Linked DNA regions of Zea mays: regions 1 and 2 are each linked to region 3. The links are chromatin contacts, called in public Hi-C maps. All regions are on one chromosome and are shown on one strand. Each heading gives the region's core, a stretch centred on a gene start, on an enhancer-like site or on the middle of the called end of the contact. The rest is flanking DNA. Distances are from core to core; before and after follow the strand shown. Region 1 holds the start of LOC103654851 (mitotic spindle checkpoint protein BUBR1). Region 2 has its middle 55 kb from the start of LOC100192112. Region 3 holds the start of LOC103654847.

Evidence for each region. Hi-C and Micro-C count contacts between places; a contact is called where the count stands out from the background.
Region 1: a contact with region 3 is called in a Hi-C map of ear, with 2.4 times the contacts expected there. The contact joins the promoter of LOC103654851 here to the promoter of LOC103654847 in region 3. A contact is called at or near these places in 3 of 25 Hi-C or Micro-C datasets (ear, leaf and tassel).
Region 2: a contact with region 3 is called in a Hi-C map of tassel, with 4 times the contacts expected there. The contact joins the enhancer-like site here to the promoter of LOC103654847 in region 3. A contact is called at or near these places in 3 of 25 Hi-C or Micro-C datasets (ear, leaf and tassel).

The regions. Positions count from the first base shown.
Region 1 is chr4:242,521,426-242,524,899 of Zm-B73-REFERENCE-NAM-5.0, forward strand. LOC103654851 (mitotic spindle checkpoint protein BUBR1) reads right to left here and starts at 1,279. Exons shown (of 4, transcript XM_008681672.3): 1 at 977-1,279; 2 at 705-764; 3 at 477-593; 4 at 192-374. The coding sequence starts at 1,216. The coding sequence ends at 213.
Region 2 is chr4:242,587,676-242,591,303 of Zm-B73-REFERENCE-NAM-5.0, forward strand. No RefSeq gene overlaps it. Among protein-coding and RNA genes, the nearest start is that of LOC100192112, 55 kb to the right of the region's middle. Within about 2 kb of position 1,791, at least 19 of the 20 cell types and tissues checked have an H3K27ac peak or open chromatin away from gene starts, as enhancers often do. A contact at or near this core is called in ear, leaf and tassel, where this site is marked.
Region 3 is chr4:242,390,112-242,393,828 of Zm-B73-REFERENCE-NAM-5.0, forward strand. LOC103654847 reads right to left here and starts at 2,220. Exons shown (of 1, transcript XM_008681670.3): 1 at 1,246-2,220. The coding sequence starts at 2,128. The coding sequence ends at 1,598.

The DNA.
Region 1 (3,474 bases), core at 29-2,528, 130 kb after region 3:
ACGCGCATACAGGAGGCCGAGGCGTGCTCGAGGTGTTATTGCAGGTGGGTGCATTCAATATAGAGAATGCACCCAGGTGCATTTTAGTGTCGCCGTGTATATATATATATATATATATATATATATATATATATATATATATATATATATATATATATATATATATATATATATATATATATATATATATATATATAGGTCTCATGAAAATCTCACCTAGCTATACCAAGATCAAAGATCTCATTAGCTTTCCTCAACTTGTTCTTTGACTCCATCAACGATGCGTAAGCCATGTAGTAGATGGCATGGCCCTGCCCAATCTGGTTGGCCTCCAGGAACCTGTATGTCACCTCGGCATCAGCACAGTTCCCAGCCTGCAAAGAGAACAAGATCGGCAGCGGAATGATATGTGAGATGCCTTCACTGCACAGACTAAAACTACAGGAAAAAAATCAAGCTGCCATCGCACGACTCACGTATTCCAGCCACACTTTGAGAAAGCGGATGTCGTCCTTGTAGCGCTCGTCGTGCCATAAGGTCCGCACGCACTGTCGCCGCCGGTCGGGAATGACTCCTGGACCCACTTGATGCAGCTGCGCGCGGACGAAGCAGAGAAGAGATAAGCAATCTTTCGGCTAGGGTAGCAACCACGAACGAACAAATCGAAAGAGGCGAGCTAAAGAGAGGCATCGAGAATCGCTTACTCCAGCCACGGTTGGAGCGGATCCTCGCCTCGGTACTCGTAGATTGCCTCGATCATCTTTCTGAATCAGGAAAATCAACCTAACGATGAAGGCACATGATTCAGAATCCAGAGCATAACGTTATTGCAGCAACTTGTCTCCTCCCCAGAGAGAGGTAAAGAAATCCAGAGCAAACAAAACACAAGTTTGGACACCCTTCAAGGCAAGCTACACACAGAAAGGGACCCTTCAAGGCCTGAGCGCTGGGCGAAAGGGTGTAGAAGGCAACGTACTTGCGGGCTTCGACGAGAGCGGTGCGCTGGGAGGGATTGGCGTGTGCCTTGAGCGAGCGCGTGGTTGAGTTTGGACACGTCGTGCCCGCGCTTGAGCGGCCGCACGTTCTCCTTGAACTTCTCCCACTCGGCGCCCACCGCCACCCGCGCTGCGGTGGCGGCGTTGCTGACCCCCATCAGCGCTAGAGTCTCCTCGTCGAGCACCGCCACTATCTCTTCGTCTGCTTGCGGCGACGCCATGTGAGGTGGGGTGTGGGTGTGGGTGTGGGTGTGGCACCGGTTGCAATTCGAATTCGAGGGGATTCGACCGTTGCGTTTTGGAGCGGATGCAGCTGTGGGTCAGGTTTTAAACGACGAGGGTTTGCGAAAAGTACTGAGCCGTGGGCTTTCAGTTGTTCCTGTGATCCTGTCTGTGATTTGTTTGGGCTGGTTTGTACCCAATTATAGCCCAGCTAAATTTTGTTCAAAGGTTTTGCGTCACGAGAAGCGTGATTTTTTTTATTCGCCGATGCTCAATATAACAGGCTTATGCTGTTCCTACAGTCTACACACTATTTAGACTGTGGAACCTCTCTCCGCAGCAGTTCAGGTTCACCCTTGAGCTGGCCTTAGCCTGTCTCCAGCAACGAACACTAAATGGTCCTGTACTCTAAATTTAGAGGATGAGACGTCCGCTATCGGCTCCAGCAGCAACCTGTAAATAGAACTGTAAAATAGCGGACGACTTTGACGAGCGCTAAAGCCAGAGCGTACTTGTTCATCCGCTATCCTGTTCTCACATGCAGTCCAGCCTTTTCCTCTCTCTACTTTTTCTCCTGCGCTTGTCAGATGTCGTGCAGATGCCATGCAAATTTGTCTGCTATTGCTTGGTTGTAGTCGGTTTTAAAAATTAATTAGTCTCTAATTAAATCTTAGATCACATGAATGATTTTTTGTTTCCGTGCGTATGATAGGAAATACATAATACATTTTTTGTAAATAATATGATCGATGAGTAATTTGTATATAAAATGAAAATGTATTGTAAGAAGTATTTTTATTTCGCAACATAAGTTAATTAATTTTTTATAAGTGACATGTAAAAATAATGTGTATTATAAAATCCGGTACACTATAGATATAGAGGACCGAATTTAGGGGACGTTGTTGGAGATGAAAAAAAGATATAGAGAATATAATCTTTTAAAGCGTGTTGTATAGGACAGAGAATATTCCTTTAGGGAATAGAATTTATAGGACGTTGTTGGAGATAGTCTTACGGCAGTGGCGGGTAGACAACCTTCTTCTTATGCAACTTTGGGAAATCGTCATCCTTGGGTCTTGCATTCTCTCAGGCAAAGCCTTGGCTTTCCCTGTTTAAACGCAGTTAAAGTGAATCCAATTTACTAAAGCGGTAACATCACATGTTAAATACCATCACCAACGAATATGCAGATACACCTACTATTTTCAAAACATCAATTAGTATGGTGCGTATAAATTATAATAGCAGGAATAAAGTTACCTTTTAAAAAAATGAAACAAATACAGTTTCGGATCCTTACACAGTAATATATATTGAGTGGCATTCTTCTCCCAAGCAGAAGCAGCAATAGAACACATGACACAGCCGACCAAAGTACAAGCCCATCATATGTAACAAGCAGCCGAGCACAATGCAAACTATTTAAAAAAAAACAGAGCAGAGTACACAGCAGTTCATTAGTAGCTACAGCAGAGGTGGGAGACTGGGAGAGTAAAGATTTTGTTGGTCTTGTGTTCCTGGCAGCAGCAGATTGGAACTTGGGAGGGAGTGAAAGATGATGCACAGCAGTGGATGCGAATTAGATCGACAGAACATAGGGAAGAGGAGGGAGAGGGATTGGAAACCATCTCCAACAGTTTAAACATACCAATACCGATATTCAAACTAAACTCTACAAAACAATACAATTTACAGTGCAAAACAATATTAAAGGTGTTTTTAGTGACCATATGACTGAACTGTTATACATTGCACCTATATGATCACTAAAAACATTGTTTTACATTACAAACGATTTTGCGTAAGGGTCTGTTTGGTAGAATTTTTGTTCCAAGCATCACAAACCTGTTTTTCAGTTTTTTTTTCTACCAAACAATTCGTGATGAAACAACTTCTTCCAAAAAAGCTATTTTTTCACTCCTCTCACAGACACAAGTTTCATGTAAAGCTAGATAAGACTAAAAAACTACTAGCTTATCTCAGCTCTCTCTGTTACTTTCCTAAAATACTATTTTACCTTTTAAAAACAGTTTAACGGCTTTATGAACTCAAAGAAAAAACTACTTTATTAAGAAAGATGAGATATGTTCAACATGCTCTAAATATTGTTTGGTGACAAAATCAAATATGTATTTCTCCTTTACAAGTTACAGGTATGACAACCATTCTTACTTATAGCTCAACGTTCTCACCACAATTCCTAGTAGAAAGATCAACGGTGCATTCAAGAACTGGTCTAGAGATGTTAACCAGA
Region 2 (3,628 bases), core at 541-3,040, 200 kb after region 3:
GGCTTGTTGCGCTTTCTCCTCTCCTGATGCGCCGCTAGTGGACTGTCACGCAAGGGAAGGGAAGACACAAACCTGCGCTTGTCACTTGTCCGACAGAGGAGCATCGCGCATATGGCCAGGGAGCTGGGCCATGGCGGCAAAAACACGCGCCATAGAGTGTCGGCGGTGGTAATTAGCCATGCGATTCCATCCAAAGTGGTTTCAGCTCAAAAGAGCATGCATGTGAGTTAGCTGCCGTAACCGTCCACAGAACCGCAACTTGCCGATCGATAGATCCCTTCTCTCTTTGCACTTGATACTACAGGCACTAGATCGATGGCCCTCTCTAGGTTCGTGAACAGACAGCGTGGAGGACTTTGAGGTTTCGGTAGAGCTTTAACTAACTATTTGTGTCCGAGCAACGTGCTTCTGTTTCTGTCCTAGACAGCGTGGAGGGCTTGGATGTTGTGTCACAGCTGATGGCGGCAAACTCGAACGTGCTAGCGGCGACCGCGCGCCGGAGCTGAAGAATGCGAGGCGAGCGCCCAAGACGGACGGACGGACGGACGCCAGCATGCTCTGGAGCTGCCGTCGGGCAAGTCCCCCGCGGTCCGCGACGAACAACAACAACGGCATGGACCTAGCTGGCGCAGTCGGTTGCTTGCTCAGTTGCGAATTGCGTAGTGTCGACGTGTCATTAATACCAACTGCGAAGTGGTGGCAGGAGTAGTACTGGAACTGGAGCAGGATTAGTTCCAAATCCTACCGATATCAGCGACACCCAACCCAACAACACGGATGGGTGGTGCTGTGTGGGTGGGCCAAGCCAGCCGACCTGCTGAGAGGAAAACGCTGGCACAGACTGCGAGAAACGCGGCCTCTGCGCTGCGCCTACCGATCGGCTCCCTGCTGAAAGCCAGAGCGCCTGTTCTTTTACATGCTGCTGCGATTGGCATGGTAGTATGCTAGCCAGTAACCACCTGCAACTTCTTCTCCCTGTATGGATGTCGTCGTCACAGTCTCGTGCTGGAATCGGAAAACAAGCTTCGGTTCGTGCGTGCCCCCCCGCGCCCTCGAATCGGTGGCTGCTGCCTGCAGCCTGCAGCCTGCAGCCAGCTCTCCGAAGCAAAGCAGTAACCAGTGCCTCGTCGTGAGGATCCAATCTCTCTTGGAATAACAACAACCCATTAGCTGAACGCCTGTGTATGATGTCCTAAGGTCATAGTAAAAGACAATCCAATCGCTCTCAAGTTCGTTCACATGGCGCTCCAGCTCCAACTGCTGCCGATGCATGCAGATGCAAGCCTAGCCGATGGCACCAAGACGCACGGACCCAAGTAGCGACAGAGAAGTGGGCGCAGTAAGATCTCAGAGACTCAGACACACTGCAAGTCATGTCTCCTCAGCCAGCCCCAGCGGATGCAATCTTGGATCCATCCATCCATCCATCCATGAATCCATCCACGTAGAAAAACCCCGCGCGCGCCAGAGCCAGACCCAGGTCCAGGTAGTAGTATACCAGAGAAGACAGATTTGCAATAACGCTGCCCTGCGGTGCCGGTGCGGCCCGAGCCGAGCGTCCGTCCTTGTCAAGTGCCGACCGCCGCGCGCCCCATGCGCCCGCGGACGCAGGCACGGATCCCGATCGCGCGGCACGCACACATGGTGGCGACGCCGCTTGCTCTCTACTTCTCTAGTCTCTGCTTCCCGCCATCCTCATGCTCGGTTTTTAATATCGCAAGGACTGGCCCGTAGGCCCCGCCCGGCCCGGTCCATTTCGGGCCACTGTACTGTACCCGGCCGGCCAGCATCGAGCGAGCACACCCGGGCCAGCTCGGGCTCAAGCCGCGGGCGGTAGCCGGCAGAAACGTGTGGGGGCAGGCTCTTCGGCGCATGTGACATGCCGATGCCGCTGGCCTGAGACCTTGCCGTGCTTCTTCGGGTTTTCACGCAGGACCGTATAGCCGGCGAGAAACAGGAAGCGCGCGGGCGCCCGTTTCTCCGGTCTACCACGCCAGTACGCCACGCTACCCCACCCCTCCGTTCGGCAATAGATAGCAACAGGCGCCGACGGCAGTGGTGTTGGTGGTGGCGGTGGTGGTGGGGTCAGCGGCCGCCGGTCGGTCTCGCGTTGAACGCCCGGCCATCGGGCTTTTTGGCCACAAGGGGCGAGAGCCGCGAGCCTTCTCTTTTCTGAATTAAAATACTAGTGATCTGTCCGCGCCGGGAACAAACACGGCCCCCGTCTTGTGGACGCTGCGGCCTGCGGGGGCACCGTGCCAAAGCAAAAAAAAGAAGCCCAGACGGGGGAGGCGCTGGCGCGCTGCGGTGGAGGCGCGACCGCGCTATATATGTCCAGGTGGGCTGGGTTTGCTGGGCCATTCGAAACCCGGCACGGGTTTGGCACAACCCGATCTCCGTGTCTGGGCTAAGGGCCTGTTTGTTTACCCCTATGGATTATATAATCTGGATTATTTTTGGAGGATTATATAATCTGGATTATATAATCTGGATTATATAATCTGAGTAATCCTGTTTGTTTACCCAGATTATTTGAGTTGTTAATAGGATTCTTTTGTATGAGGAAGACAAGAATGTCAATGATGGGTTATAATGGCAATGGTGGGTAATTTCTAGGAAACTTGAAAGTGTAGTGGGGAAGTGGAAAAAAAATAATCTGAAATAAGCACCTCCTCACTTGCTTATGGATTATCATAATCCAAGGCGTTAGATTATATAATCTCGGCAAATAAGCTGGACTGTTTGTTTGCCTCTTAGGATTATTTAATCCAGATTATATAATCTGGGGGGTAAACAAACAGGCCCTAAGGCGCGGCACAGCGTGCTAGGCACGACACGACCTGTTTGCATTTTTTTTATTTTTTCATACAAATACGTACAATATACTTGAATATAGAGTATAAAATACAAGAAACATGCTTGTTTTGTTGGTTATGTTGGTGTAAATAAGTTTTTATAGCTAATAACTATGGTTTAAACCTTCATATGTGTATATTTTGAACATAAGCTTTTATGAACTTTAACGTGTTAGATTCTATGGTGTCTAGAATCGATTCCTAAGCCCCTAGAATACCAATCTGTGTCTAAAATACCTCGATGATGAGTACATCTATTCTATTGAGAAGTATAGGTACACATACTGTCGTCGTTGTTCCTAGCCATCATTGAGGCGGCGTCTTGCAGCGAAGACCCGCCTCCTCCTCCTTCGTGAGCTCTGCGTGTGGCGAGGAGATTGGTTCCCGTCGTTGATCATCTAATCTAGAAACTAAAATAAGGTTCCTTCGCAAGGAAGGTACATAAAATACGTCTCTCAACAACAGTACAAAACTGTCGGTACCCTGAAACAGGGGTACCCCTTGCTACAGTATGAAGATACGGTGCCCGCACAACTATCTCTAGTCGCGTGGCGAACAGCACCCGACCCCACCACGTGGACGGCTCCAGGACCACCACGTGGCCAGAGAAGACAATATCCCCCAAGGTATCAACGGTGGGCCCGAACCCCCATGGGAAAGTGTCGGACCCCTGCATATACGGACCGGACCTCGGGGCAGGGTCCAGGACCTCCGCAGGTACAGACCGGACCCCCGGGACAGGTCCTGGACCTCTCTGCGTGGGGTCCGGGCCA
Region 3 (3,717 bases), core at 970-3,469:
TCACGACTTGGTACTCTAATCAGAATACCTTCCCCCTCCCTAAGAATCTTCAATTATATGAGCACTTTCCGTCAGATAGGCTACGGTCAGCAGATTGTACATATAGTTGTGCAAAATACTGTTCTAAACACTGTAGATTCATAGAGTGAAGTTTGAATTGAGAGATGTGATGAGTAAGCTGCTGGAGGTAGCCTTAGGCTATCCGCACTCATAAAACTCTAAATTTCTACTCTAAAAGGAATATTCTATCCTTGTCAGCAAATTTCTTTACCCTATACCATAATCCTCCGCAGTCATATTTACTCTATATCTCAACCCTATACCAACTACCACATTTTTTATCAATATATATCAAACACATCTGCTGTGGGCCCCACCACCCACACCTGCAGTGCAGCACACCTGCCGCCATTGTGCACTATTGGAGTAGGAGCGAGTGAACTTCACAGATGAGGTTTCCTTTGCCCACTCTAAATTTAGAGTATCATATAACGTACATGGCTGCACCATTTTTTTCAACTGGATCTTCGTAGCGTTACCTGTGCAGTTCATCACTGCGGTCAGCCTTAACCCTTAGAATTTGAGCTTGTGAGGCCTCCAGCAGTAGTATTGAGTTGCAAGGGCAGATGTATTGTCACTTAAAAAACGTTAAGATGTCTATCCTTGTCAGTAGAGATGGCCAAACGGGCCGCCCGGCCCGGCCCGGCCCGGGCCCGGTGAAGCCCGGCCAAAAACCGGGCCGGGCCTGCTGTGCCATCGTGCTCAAGTTTCTGTCCAAGCCCGGCCCGCAGCGGGCCTAAACGGGCCGGGCCGGCCCGTTTAGCACGAAAAAAACGGGCCGAAAACGTGCTAAACGGGCCGGTAAGCACGTTTTAGTGTAAAAAAACCGGGCTTAACGGGCTTAGAGGTAAACGGGCCGTGCCGGGCTATCCCGCCGTGCCTAGTTTCCTGTCCAAGCCCGTCCGCTTATTTTACCGTGCCGGGTTCGGACCGGGCCCAAAAAACGGGTTTCGTGCCGGGCTCACGGGCCTCGTGCTTTTTGGCCATCTATACTTGTCAGTCAGTCAGTATTGCACAAGGAGCCCTGCGTCCTCGTCCTCAAAAGTCTTCTGTACTACTACTATCTATCTATCTAAGCAGTGGCCAGGTCAACTGGCACGAGAAACTGAAGCTTGAATGCTTCTCGGTCACCATCCATGACCCAAGCTCACCTAACACCTCCTGTTGAAAACCACCGCCCAGAAAAAGCCACACCACACGTATTCTTATTGCCAAGAGAACGACATTTCACCTCTCAGCAGCCATAGACAAGCTCTCGTTTCATTCGAGGAAGAAAGAACTCGCCTCCTCCTCCTCCTCCACACAGATTTGGTCACTCTTGATGCACACAACACGAAACAACAGAACAGAGGTCACTCGCAAAACTGCTATATGTACAAACTACAAGAGCAGAGAGCAGAGCACTGTACAAAAAAAAAAAAAAAAAACTACAGGAGCAGAGCACTTGGGACCTGGTCTGTCTGGGACCAAGGAATTCTGGGAGGAAGTGGGTGCCAAATTTTGGTTCCGAAACCGGGGCAAGAAGGGTAGCTACTAGCTAGCGATCCGGCTTGCGATCACCACCAGCTCCAGCCGCCGCAGGCAGGTAGGATCTCTTGATAAACTCCAAGCAATCGGCAATGGCCTCTGCATGGAGGGAGTTCTCCTCCCTCTCTGCTGGCGCAGGTCGGTGGTGGCGCCTGTCGCCGTGGCTGACCGCCATCTTATGACTCCTCCTCCTCCTCGTCGTAGTCCTCCTCGTGGGGCAGCAGTTGAGCTCCTCCAGGCACCGGGCAACGAGGCCGGCGAGGCCGCCGAACAGCCGCACACGGAGGCGGAGAAGCGAGCCGAGCCGGACGTGGCGCCCCCGGCGGCGGCCTCGACGGCTCGCCTGGCGATCCATCGCCGGCCGGCCTCGACGGCTTGCCTGAAACCTGGATGGAGCAGGTGCGCTGGGACCTGGGAGCATGCAATGTGTGTGCGCGCGCGGGCCTCTTGTTATATATATATACACTAACCAGTCACCACCAGTCACTACTAGTACTGGTCCTAACCAACCCGCTAGGCCATGTCGCTTAGCAAGCCCCATGATGTAATGCAAGCGTACAAAGAATGTGGGCTAGGGCAGCCAGCCACAGTTTTAATACGTTATCACCTGGCGAGACTGCTTGTCATGACACAAACACAAAATGTAATTATTGTCATTTCCATGATGCGTAGAAATGTGTAGAATGAATGGCTCTTTCTTTGTCTGCACCTCTGCTCTCGGACTGCTGTGTCCTCCGCGGCGTACTGCACTTGTACCTACTCCTTCCGTACAGCATGAGGTTGCCGATCGATCAGACGGACCTCCAATGCATGGTTGCATCCACTTGCATCGCATGGCAGTTCTCGACCACGTTTTGTCCGTAGCTTCATTGCAAATTAATCATTCGGAGAGAAACAAGTGCTTCACTATAGGTTTTTTTTAAAAAAAATGGAGAAAAATTTAACCAATAAAAAATATACACGTACAAGAGACAAGTCGTACACACCGGGTTTAGTCCCGCGGACCAACCAAATTTTGTGGGAGCAAAATACTTTCGTGACGCTAGCTACTACCTCCGTTTCTCTTTATTCGTCGCTTAGTAGTTTAAATTTGTGCTAACGGACGACATATATTAAGGAATGGAGGGAGTATTAGGTTCGCATAAGCACAACAGCATGTCTGTCAACTTAACCACGGGCATATCGCTTGCTTATCTAAAAGCTTTAGAGGCTAAAACTTATCTGGGCTGGGCATACAGTACTAACAACCGCACAACCATGAAATCCGCTACACTGAAAATGCCTCTCAGAACAACCAGCGAAACGCTGGCTACGGCTGCTCGGGGGGAACTTGCCCAGCGGGTTCTCCTTGAGCAGCTCGGTTTCCCTGTTCCGGGGGGGGGGGGGGGGGGGGGGGGGGGGGGACGGAAAGAGTATGTAGTTTCCCCCAAACAAATGAGGCTGCGAGAGCTAGGCTTACTTCTTCAGGATTTTGCGTGTTGCTTGCCTCAGTCGATATCCAAACGTGCGCTCAATATTCTTTCTGTAACTTTCCTGCATTTGTGTGAAATATATCTTCTTTTCCTTATAAAGATGTCTAATGGCTTTCACAAAAGTTGGCCAGTTCAGATATATGCCATCGGCAAGGTAATAACTAAAGTTGTATGTATAACCGTTAATTGTGTAATGGACGGGTGGCATTCGATCGCTTGTCATAGGGTCAAATACCGACGATCGTTATAGCACGTTGACATCATTGTTTGTTCCAGGCATGCCAAAAAAGCATGCCAAATCCAGAGATCATATTTTGCGATAGCCTCGAGTATCATGGTAGGTCTTGCATTTCACCCACGGAACTGTCCTCGCCACGTGGTTGGACAGTTCCTCCACTCCCAGTGCTTCCAATCTATGGAACCTAATATTCCAAGAAACCCCCTCAACTCGCTATTTTGCATGATGCGTGAAATGTCTGCTTCATTAGGAGTTCGTAGATACCACCCACTAAAATATGCAATTAATGCGCGACAAAAATGAATAAGGCATTCCCTAGCGATAGACTCCCCTATTTGAATGTACTCGTCTACGACATCAGTAGGTAAGCCGTAAGCAAGGATCCTCGTTGCCGCACATACTTTTGAAGTGGTTCAAGTC